2 separate regions of the Pan troglodytes genome follow, and region 1 is linked to region 2. Evidence: chromatin contacts called from public Hi-C data. All regions are on one chromosome and are shown on one strand. The core of a region is the stretch at or near the end of the contact, and the rest is flanking DNA. Distances in the headings are between cores, read along the strand shown.

Region 1 (4,772 bases), core at 1,957-4,456, 270 kb before region 2:
CTTCACAGGAATGGGAGTACTTTATATTTTCTGGAAAGATAAGATTCAGGGAAGAGGCTAGAACTCATAGTTACTTTCTTGCAATAGCAAAGAAACTATGCTACACTTTGAAGAGAAAAAAAAGCCAGAAGGAACACTATCAGTGAAGCAGAATAGGATCCCAAACAATACTCTTCAAGAGGATTTGATTAGGCATATTTAACTATTGATTAGGCATATTTATTCAAACAAGGGCAACTTCAGAAACAGCACATTAGCAAGATTTTAATACCCTAAGCAGTTATCTCTCAGGAGGAAGATTAGGATGTAAGGAATAGTCTAGTAAGATCTCTACACACTAAACCGTCCCTGACAAAAAAATCATTTTCTAATTGAGGAGAAACCAAAAATAAAGGGAAATGCCCTACAGAGAAGCAGCAAATAGTATGGAATCACTGGGCAAACCAACGTGAAACACTGAGTAGCCAAGCAACTCAATCCGTAAGTAAAAGTAGAAAGAAGGGTACCAAAGAAATGAAAAAGCAACAGCAGAGAAGTGAAAAATATTAAATGAGAAACCTGGAAGAAACGTTTTACTGCGAGATGGAATATTCACCTCAAATCTCACAACGTTAACAGAAAATGCCATGGAAATGGAACTTCTTGACTACCTACTTTACAAAAAGACTTTCCTATGAAACTATATCCAAATTTATTTATTTATTCTTTTTTTTTTTTTTTTTTGAGACAGTGTCTCACTCTGTCGCCCAGGCTGGAGTACAGTGGCACCATCTTGGCTCACTGCAACCTCCGCCTCTGGGATTCAAGCGATTCTCCTGCCTCAGCCTTCCAAGTAGCTATGATTATAGGCACGCACCACCACATTCAGCTAATTTTTTGTATTTTAATAAAGACGGGGTTTCTTCATGTTGTCCAGGCTGGTCTCGAACTCCTAAGCTCAGGCAATCCGCCCGCCGCAGCCTCCCAAAGTGTTAGGATTACAGGCGTGAGCCACCACGCCTGGCCTATTCATTTATTTTTTGAGACAGCGTCTCGCACTGTCGCCCAGATTGGAGTGCAGAGGGGCAATCTTGGCTCAATGAAGGAGGCTCTGCCTCTCAGGCTCAAAGTGATTTTCTATCTCAGCCTCCCAAGTAACTGGGACTACAGGTGGGTGCCACCATGCCCAGCTAATTTTTTTGTATTTTTTGTAGAGACAGGGTTTTTGCCATGTTGCCCAGGCTGGTCTCGAACTCCTGAGCTCAGGTGATCTGCCTGCCTCAGCCTCCCAAAATGCTGGGATTACAGACGTGAGCCACTGCGCCCAGCCTAGATATTTCTAATAGACAATTACATCTACCAAATAGTTATACTGTGTATGGTGGTGAAATATGAATGCTATGCTTCAGTTTGACACAGATGATTAACAATGTCTAGTGTCTTCAACGATCTGATCCTACAAATTCTTTCCACCAAAACAGTGTCCTAACCTTTCTGGGCCTCAATTTCTTAGCTATAAAATGTGGGAGCCGCAGGGTGTGGTGGTTCATGCCTGTAATCCTAGCACTTTGGGAGATCGAGGCAGGCAGATCACCTAAGTCAGGAGTTCAACACCAGCCTGACCCACAGGAAGAAACCCTGTCTCTACTAAAAATACAAAATAAGCCAGGCGTGGTGGCACATGCCTGTAATCCCAACTACTGGGGAGGCTGAGGCAGGAGAATTGCTCGAACCTGGGAGCCGGAGGTTGCGGTGAGCCGAGATCGCGCCATTGCATTCCAGCCTGGGCAACAAGAGCGAAATTCTGTCTCAAAAAAAAAAAAAAAAAAAAAAAAAAAAAAAAAAAGGAGCCAAAGCAGATGAGATGAACTATAGGATCCACTCCAATCTTGAAATTTTATACCTAATTATAAAATTGTTATTAAGGTCAGTTATGAATATAAAATTTGAATCGGAAAACAAAACATTTAAGTTCATACTGTCATTCCAGAGCTAACCACAGGGAGGAGCGAGGGATCTGAAACAATTCCCAAGGGAGACAGTATTTCGCTGTTACCTGAAGCCCACCCGGTAGGTGGAGAAACACAATACCAGACCCTTTTGCCTAGACTTCAGAATGCTCTTCACAAAGACACGGTTAACCCGTCTTCCTCCCTTTCATCCCTACCGCAGTTTTCCCTCTTCTCTTTTGTAGTTTCACATCAAGTTTTACCTAATACTACTACTTTCCCCCCAATATTTTTCCTTTCCCCTTTTGTCCAGAGTAAAATTTTCTAGAAAAGCCCTTTGTAGGTAGGTTGTAATGAAAAAAATTGATGAAATGACTTACAATCAAAGAAACTATAAACTACAATTACAGGCAAATGAGAATTACTGATTAAGTTTTAGAGAAATCCTAAGAGAGAAAGAAAACGAAGCATAATAAAAAGGAAAATCTAGGGACTGACATAATTCAAGTTTTCCGAAGTTAGTAAAAGGCCCTGAAAAGAGTGCAAATGAGTGACAACTCCTGGAGGTCGGGTCCAGCCTCTGAAATTAACATGCAAGAGCCCAAGGCCAGGCAACCAAAATGTGAAACAGACTCTGCCCGGGGTTCCTTTCACTGTCAAACTCCTAGCCAAAAGAGGCTTCCCACATCACATATTTTAAATATTAAAATTTAAAAAGTTATTCATATCTATTCACCTCTCCCTTGAAAAACAAATGAATAAATAGCCCCTATTTGCGTCTTTACTCCCACACTAAACCTCACACCGTTGATGAGCCTGGAGGGCTAGGTTGGCACGAGAGGATGGCGCCAAAGCTCGGGGAGAGGGCGGTCAGTGGGCGGAAGGTGCCTCTTCCCACATGGCCGAGCCCTCGCCGCCACTGGCCACCGGCACACGGTCCCCAAGCATCGGGAGCTCCCTCTCGGCCCTGACCCCGCGGTCTCTGTCGCCCCGCAAACGGCCGCTGCGGCCGCAGGCTCCCAATTGGGACCCTTCCCAGGGGAGGACCCCATCCCCCGCTCCCTTTCTCCGTCAGATTCCCGCCCCGCAGCGGCCAGCCTATTGGCCCCTGCCTCCTCACCTCCATGGAGACGCGCCAGCCTTGCATGGCGGAGAAGCCGTAGGGCAGCGGCAGGCGCGGGGCGCCGACCCCGTCCCCGGAGCACTTCACCGTGTTGGGCTGGGAGAGGTAGGCACCCATGGCGGCGGCTGGCCGGCGGCCTCAGGTGCAGGAAAGCTGGGCGCGACCCGTGCCGGAGCCGAAGCCCCGGGGGTGCGCGCGGCAGGAGCAGGCCCCGCGGCGCGACCGACGCAAGGTGCCGGTGAAAGGCGCGAGGCCGGCCAGGAGGCGGTAACGGGACGGGAGCTGTGAGGGAGCGGAAGCGGAAACGGCGCCGCTCCAGACCCCGCCCGGCCGGCGCGGCGGGGCCAGGCGCTGCGGGCAGTCATTTCCTTAGCAACTCGCCCCGCCCGCAGGGACAACGGCCCGCCCAACGGCCGCTCCCGCGAGACTAGCGCGACCACGCCCACCAACGGCCGCCGTCCTACTCCGCTGCCTCGCGCAGGTGGCAGGTCGCCTCTGGCAGCACCTCTTCCTTCGTTCCCAGTCCCCAGCCTCTTGGCGTTTTGTCTGACGCCTCTTTTGTGTCGGACTCGACGCTTTCAGCCCGTCCTCCAGTGTTTTCATCCCCCTCTCCCCAACATTGCACTCTCAGACTCCGCAAACCCCGCCCGATTTGGTTCAATTAAAGTTGACCAGTATTTGTTCCGAGCTTAGGAAGTACTTGGCCAGGCCCTGCGAGGCATATATGAGAAGAATGTGAGTCTTTTCTGAAAGCGAAGACCTCGATCTGTGATATAATTCGAGTTAATACAATGTAGAAATGTTTGGTACAGCCTATTCTGGGTGGGAAAAGCTCAAGGATGGGAGGAGGAGCTGTTTCTTGGAGGATTGAAAGGATGTAGGCTCTCAGAGAGGATGCCTCTGGATTGCATTATGCCACAGGAAAAGGGAATAATGTTATAAGGGTTGGAGGAGTGAGGGAAGAATGTGAACTGCATTTGGGGAGGATTTCTGAGGAAGCTGGCTGGACTCGGAGAATGATTGTAAGTGGTAATATTAACTAGCTAGCTTGATAAAAAGAAGCGCCAAGATGAGTGACTTGGACTTCATTGTCGTCCTGGTGTAACCTTTGGCATCGTTTGTCTAGTCTTTGTATGCAGTGTACATTGGAGGGAGAGAGTCTGGGGCACTGTTGTGTTGTTGTTTTTTGTTTGTTTTTGAGACAGAGTCTCGCTCTGTCGCCCAGGCTACAAGCTCCGCCTCCCGGGTTCACGCCATTCTCCTGCCTCAGCCTCCCGAGTAGCTGGGACTACAGGCGCCCGCCACCACGCCTGGCTAATTTTTTGTATTTTTAGTAGAGACGAGGTTTCACCGTGTTAGCCAGGATGGTCTCCATATCCTGACCTCGTGATCCTCCCGCCTCGGCCTCCCAAAGTGTTGGGATTACAGGCGTGAGCCACCGCACCCCGCCTACTATTGTTTTTTTTTTAAGACAGAGTTTCGCTCTTGTTGCCCAGGCTGCAGTGCAGTGGCGCTATCTTGGCTCACTGCAACCTCCGCCTCCCGGGTTCAAGCGATTCTCCTGCCTCAGCCTCCCGAGTAGCTAGGATTCCACGCCTGGCTAATTTTTGTATTTTTAGTAGAGACGGGGTTTCACCATGTTGGCCAGGCTGGTCTCGAACTCCTGACCTCGTGATCTACCCGCCTCAGCCTCCCAAAGTGCTGGGATTACAGGCGTGAGC
Region 2 (5,020 bases), core at 542-3,041:
TTGGCCTGATAAAGGGAATCTGGGAGGGACAGCATCTGCTACTGTATCTCTGGAAAGATTTGTTAAAAATTAATAATATTGATTGCCAATGGGGAAGGCAACTGGGTGGCTGGGGGACAGCAATGGGAGGGAGACTTTTCACAGTATATGTGCTTTATACTTGAGTTTTGAACATGTGAATATACTTTCTATTCTATTCAGATATACTGAATTTGAAAAGAAAATCCTGTACGAAATAGCCATACCACTTTAGGTCCTAATTTACTGTAATGTAGTTGCAGTTCTAGTTCTAAATAACAAATAACTGGAAAAAGTAAGACTCATATAATAATTTTGTTACAGTAAAACTATTTGTTAATAAAAGTGGCTGGGGACGGTGGCTCACACCTGTAGTCCCAGAACTTTAGGAGAGTGAGTGAGGTGGGAGGATGGCTTGAGTTCAGGAGTTTGAGACCAGCCTGGGCAACATAGTGAGACCCTGTCTCTACAAAAGATAAAAACTTAGCTGGGTATGGTGGTGCTTGTCTGTAATCCACGCTACTTGGGAGGCTGAGGTATCACTTGAGCCTGGAAGAGTGAGGTTGCAAGACCCTGTCTCAAACAAACAAACAAAAAACAAAAACAAATCTCTGCTTTGGAAAACAACAACAACAACAACAACATTTGGGGCAAGAAGAATTAAAAAAAAAAAAAAAGAAAACGAAATATGTCTCAGCTTCCTCCAGAGCCTCCTCTCCTGCTATCAGTCTGTGTGCTTGCCTGGTTTTTCCTCCCTTTCCTATTTTGGATACTGGTCTAGATGTGTATCTTCTTCCTCCTCTTTTCACTTATGGGTTGAACTTCCAAACTTTCTGCCTCCTACCCTAACCCCTGCAAGCAATCTTGATTGTGATTCCATCTTCTGCTTTTTCATCTCCTTTGAGCCAGTCTTAGCTTATCCTCTAGGCCAGTCCAGCTTTTTAATGTAGCTGAAAACATCTGTGTTGCTGTTGCTTCTGTCTTTCTATGCCAGAGCCTTCCTGAGGCCTGTGGGGAAGGGTGTGAAGGATAATGATTTGACAAAATGTCCTTCATGGCCAGGCAGGCAGCATTCTTCTGGTGGCCTTAGCAAGGGAATGGGTTTTATCTCTGGTAGGGAGAAAGGGGCTTGAGGCTGGACTTAAGAGTGCTACTAAGGGGATAAGACTTAGGTAAAAGAAGGCAGTAGTAGCAAGTGGGGCTTCAGGGAGGGCCAGGTAGCTAACATCTGGTATGGGTCACTGTGAGTCGAATGCCATTACTGTCCTTATATTCCAGTTTTCAGGGCTGTCCCATGGTCAATGTGAAGAAAACAGAGGGCTTTCTTTTCGGTCTAGTATGCTTATTCTGGGGTTTCCTCTGTCTCCTCATGCCATATTCTCATTGTCACCTCTGCCTGCTCTGAATATCTTGTCAACTGAATTGCTATCCCTTTTGTTTTTGCTCTGTTCTCCCCCTGCCTTTCTAATTTCTACTATCTCTTCTTTATACCCTTCCTCAGCTTTGCCCTAATGGGCTTAGCTTTTCTAACTATCTCCAGCCGTTGAGAATGTTGACAGGCTCAGCAGTTGCAGTCTCTCACTATATCTTTGTCATTACTACACTGGACCCCCATCCCCATGCACACTTTTTTTTTTTAAGTGCTCAGAGCTATTGCGCTTAAGTGGGAGCTCCAGATAAGTAAGACACTCTTCAGAGGTTGGTGGGAAGTAGGGCTTTACACCATGGATCAATCTCCTGCTGCTTATATGTTCTCCTTTGCCAGTGACCTTTGTACTGTAGTCATTTCATGGGTGTGAAGTCATGTGGCAAATTACTTGACTAAGGGAGCAGCCTCATCATAGCTCTGTGTCTGTGACAGTCAGCATTGTTCTTGTCCATTCAAAATCTGTTCTGAATACCTCTTTCTTATTGTTATATGCTTACATATTCATTTTGTGGTAATTTTTATTTTGCCAGAGGTTTCTTTGTCAGTATCATGGTATTTTTAGATAAAACCTTGAGACTCCCTGGAATAGATGTGTATAATTATTCTTTCTTCCTAGGACTGAAACTCAGACTACAGGTGCAGAAAACAAAGCTAAAAAGCTTACATTGCCTCTATTTGGTGCCATGAAAGGAGGAAGCAAATTCAAATTAAAAACTGGAACAGTAGGGGTAAGTTGTGAGTCAGGGTGTTAAACTTTTAGCCCTTGAGTTATCCCTGAGCTAATTTTTCTCTTTTCTTTTTTGAAACTACAAATGACTCATTCCATAGTAATGTGAGAAAGGGCTGTGGGCTTGGTATGATCACATCTTTCCCAGAACTTGGTTCTTGGATTCTTTTTTTTTTTTTTTTTTGGAGACAGAGTCTCACTCTGTCACCAGGCTGGAGTGCAGTGGCGCGATCTCGGCTGACTGCAACTTCCGCCTCCCGGGTTCAAGCAATTCTCCTGCCTCAGCCTCTCGAGTAGCTGGGACTACAGGCGTGCTCCACCATGCCCAGCTAATTTTTGTATTTTTAGTAGGATGGGACTTCACCATGTTGGCCAGGATGGTCTCCATCTCTTGACCTTGTGATCCACCTGCCTTGGCCTCCCAAAATGCTGGGTTTATAGGCATGAGCCATTGTGCCTGGCCGGTTTGTGGATTCTTTTTCTCAGCTTAGAGTTATCAAGAATTGATGAATTAATTTATGCCAATCAATTTGCAAGTAAATGGTTTGTAAATTAGAATAATAGTTTATTAATTTCTCATGAATGTTGCATTTAAGAATGGGTCTCCTGCATTAAATGCTTTTCCCCAGGTGGATAGATGTAGTGTTCAGACTCACCAACATTTGTTAAGAACATAGTGTGTGCACTTGCCTCTGCCATATGATTTTTCTTCATTTAATCCTTCCAACACCTTTTGCTGTGTGGGAATTATTGCCTCTTACAAATGAGGCAAGAGAGTCAGAGAAGTTAAATACCAGATCACACCAGCGTTATGTAACTAAGCTGGTAATCAGATCCAGGTCTGTCTCTTGAGCTTTATGATTTCCCTGCTACCCTACAATATATGTCTGTCTGTATGTTTTTGCTTTATCTATATTCCTATTCATAGATTCAGCTTTTAAAAGGTTTTCATTACCCCTAAGAGCTGAACCTTGAGTATTAGTTTGCTAGGGCCACCATAACAAAATACTAGGGATTGGGCAGCTTAAACAACAGAAATTTATTTGCTCACAGTTGCCAGCAGGGTTGGTTTCCTCTAAGGCCTCTCTGCTTACCAATGGCTGCCCTCTTGCTGGCTCTTCAGATGGCCATCCCTCTGTGCACTTGCACTCCTGGTGTCTCTTCTTCTTCTTATAAGGACACGAGTCATACTGAGTTAGGGCCCCACCCTAATAGTGTCATTTTAATTCAGTTTAATTTAATTTACAGTCATATTCTGAGGTACTGGGGCTTGGGACTTCAAACATGAATTTGGGCAGCAGGGGCCACAATTTATCCAAAACACCCTGAATTAGGGTATACTGCCCTCTGGTGGCAGAAGTCTGAAGTCCTAGCTATGTATTCTTTTTGTTTGTTTTGAGAGACAGTCTCACACTGTCGCCCAGGCTGCAGTGCAGTGGCCATCTCGGCTCACTGCAACCTCCTCCTCCTGGGTTCAAGCGATTCTCCCGCCTCAGCTTCCCGAGTAGCTGGGATTACAGGCATCCACCACCACGCCCAACTAATTTTTTGTATTTTTTTTTAGTAGAGACAGTTTTTCACCATGGCCAGACTGGTCTCGAACTCCTGACCTCATGATTCACCTGCCTCGGCCTCACTATGTATTCTGAATGAGTAATGGTTTACCTAACAAGTAGGCTTTTCAATCTGTTGCGGTGGGGACTTAGGTTTTAAATAGAAAACTTTTTACTAAAAAGCCCTCCTTAGAGAATTTTAGAACTAAGTCCTATATTTAAAAGATAATATAGGCCAGGCGCGGTGGCTCATACCTGTTATCCCAGCACTTTGGGAGGCCGAGGTGGGTGGATTGCTTGAGCTCACTAGTCGAGACCAGCCTGGGCAACATGGTGAAACCCCGTCTCTACTAAAAATACAAAAATTAGCTGAGCACGGTGGCCTGCGCACCTATAACCCCAGCTACTCAGGAGGCTGAGGCAGGAGAATCGCTTGAACCGGGGAGGCAGAGGTTTCAGTGAGCTGAGATCGCACCACTGCACTCCAGCCTGGGCCACAGAGCAAGACTGTGTCTCAAAAAAAAAAAAAAAAAAAAAGATATAACCAAGATATGCTTTGGTTCCTTCCCTCTATTCCATAACTGTGATCAACCTTTTCTAATAAATACTTTTATTGAATGGCTTTGATTAGAATATTTAGCTTTATTCTTTGAGAAATGTCTTCCTCCTTTTCCTCAGGATCTGTTTGATGGATTTACATACCTTGTTTCCTTGAAATTACTCCAAGTCTAAAATGAAAAAGCAGCACAAATGACTTATTTCTGATTGTCTGATTTATTCCTTAGAAGATTTTGTAATCAATTGAAATCCTTTAATATCATGAGTTATAACAGTCCAGAATTCCTGTAGCTGGCACTCATCTGAAATAACTATTTTAGTTCCTTACAAGCTATTTTCAAGTGTTTTGTATTTAGTAATCTTTGACTCTAGGAACTAATAAAGACACTTGTTTAGGGTCTATAGAGGGGTAAACTTTCATGTCAAAGTCCCACCTCCAGCAGACTTCTGTGGAGTTCATCAACCTAAAAAGAGTAAACATTCAATACATTTAGATTGACCTCCTTGAAAAGATTTTTCTCTTGTTGTCATTAAGTAGAACTACTTGTTCATGGTTTTGTTTCCCTCTTAGAAGTTACCCCCTAAGCGTCCAGAACTCCCTCCAACTCTAATGAGAATGAAAGATGAGCCTGAAGTAGAAGAGGAGGAGGAAGAGGAAGAGGAAGAAGAGAAAGAAAAGGAGGAGCATGAAAAGAAAAAACTGGAGGATGGAAGCCTCAGTAGGCCACAGCCAGA

What was found. A called contact is a pair of places that touch in the nucleus more often than the background predicts.
Region 1: a contact with region 2 is called in a Hi-C map of stem cell-derived neural progenitor cells, with 3 times the contacts expected there. The contact joins the promoter of PPM1G here to the enhancer-like site in region 2. A contact is called at or near these places in 1 of 7 Hi-C or Micro-C datasets (stem cell-derived neural progenitor cells) and 1 of 1 datasets of contacts at active chromatin or transcription factors (stem cell-derived excitatory neurons).

The regions. Positions count from the first base shown.
Region 1 is chr12:95,443,362-95,448,133 of NHGRI_mPanTro3-v2.0_pri, reverse strand. It overlaps PPM1G (protein phosphatase, Mg2+/Mn2+ dependent 1G), which reads right to left and starts at 3,206. Exons shown (of 10, transcript NM_001246455.1): 1 at 3,049-3,206. The coding sequence starts at 3,168. It also overlaps a transcript of NRBP1 not described here.
Region 2 is chr12:95,174,907-95,179,926 of NHGRI_mPanTro3-v2.0_pri, reverse strand. It overlaps SLC4A1AP (solute carrier family 4 member 1 adaptor protein), which reads left to right. Exons shown (of 14, transcript XM_001158810.6): 9 at 2,064-2,175; 10 at 4,857-5,020. Among named protein-coding and RNA genes, the nearest start is that of SLC4A1AP, 19 kb to the left of the region's middle. Within about 2 kb of position 1,791, at least 8 of the 24 cell types and tissues checked have an H3K27ac peak or open chromatin away from gene starts, as enhancers often do. A contact at or near this core is called in stem cell-derived neural progenitor cells, where this site is marked.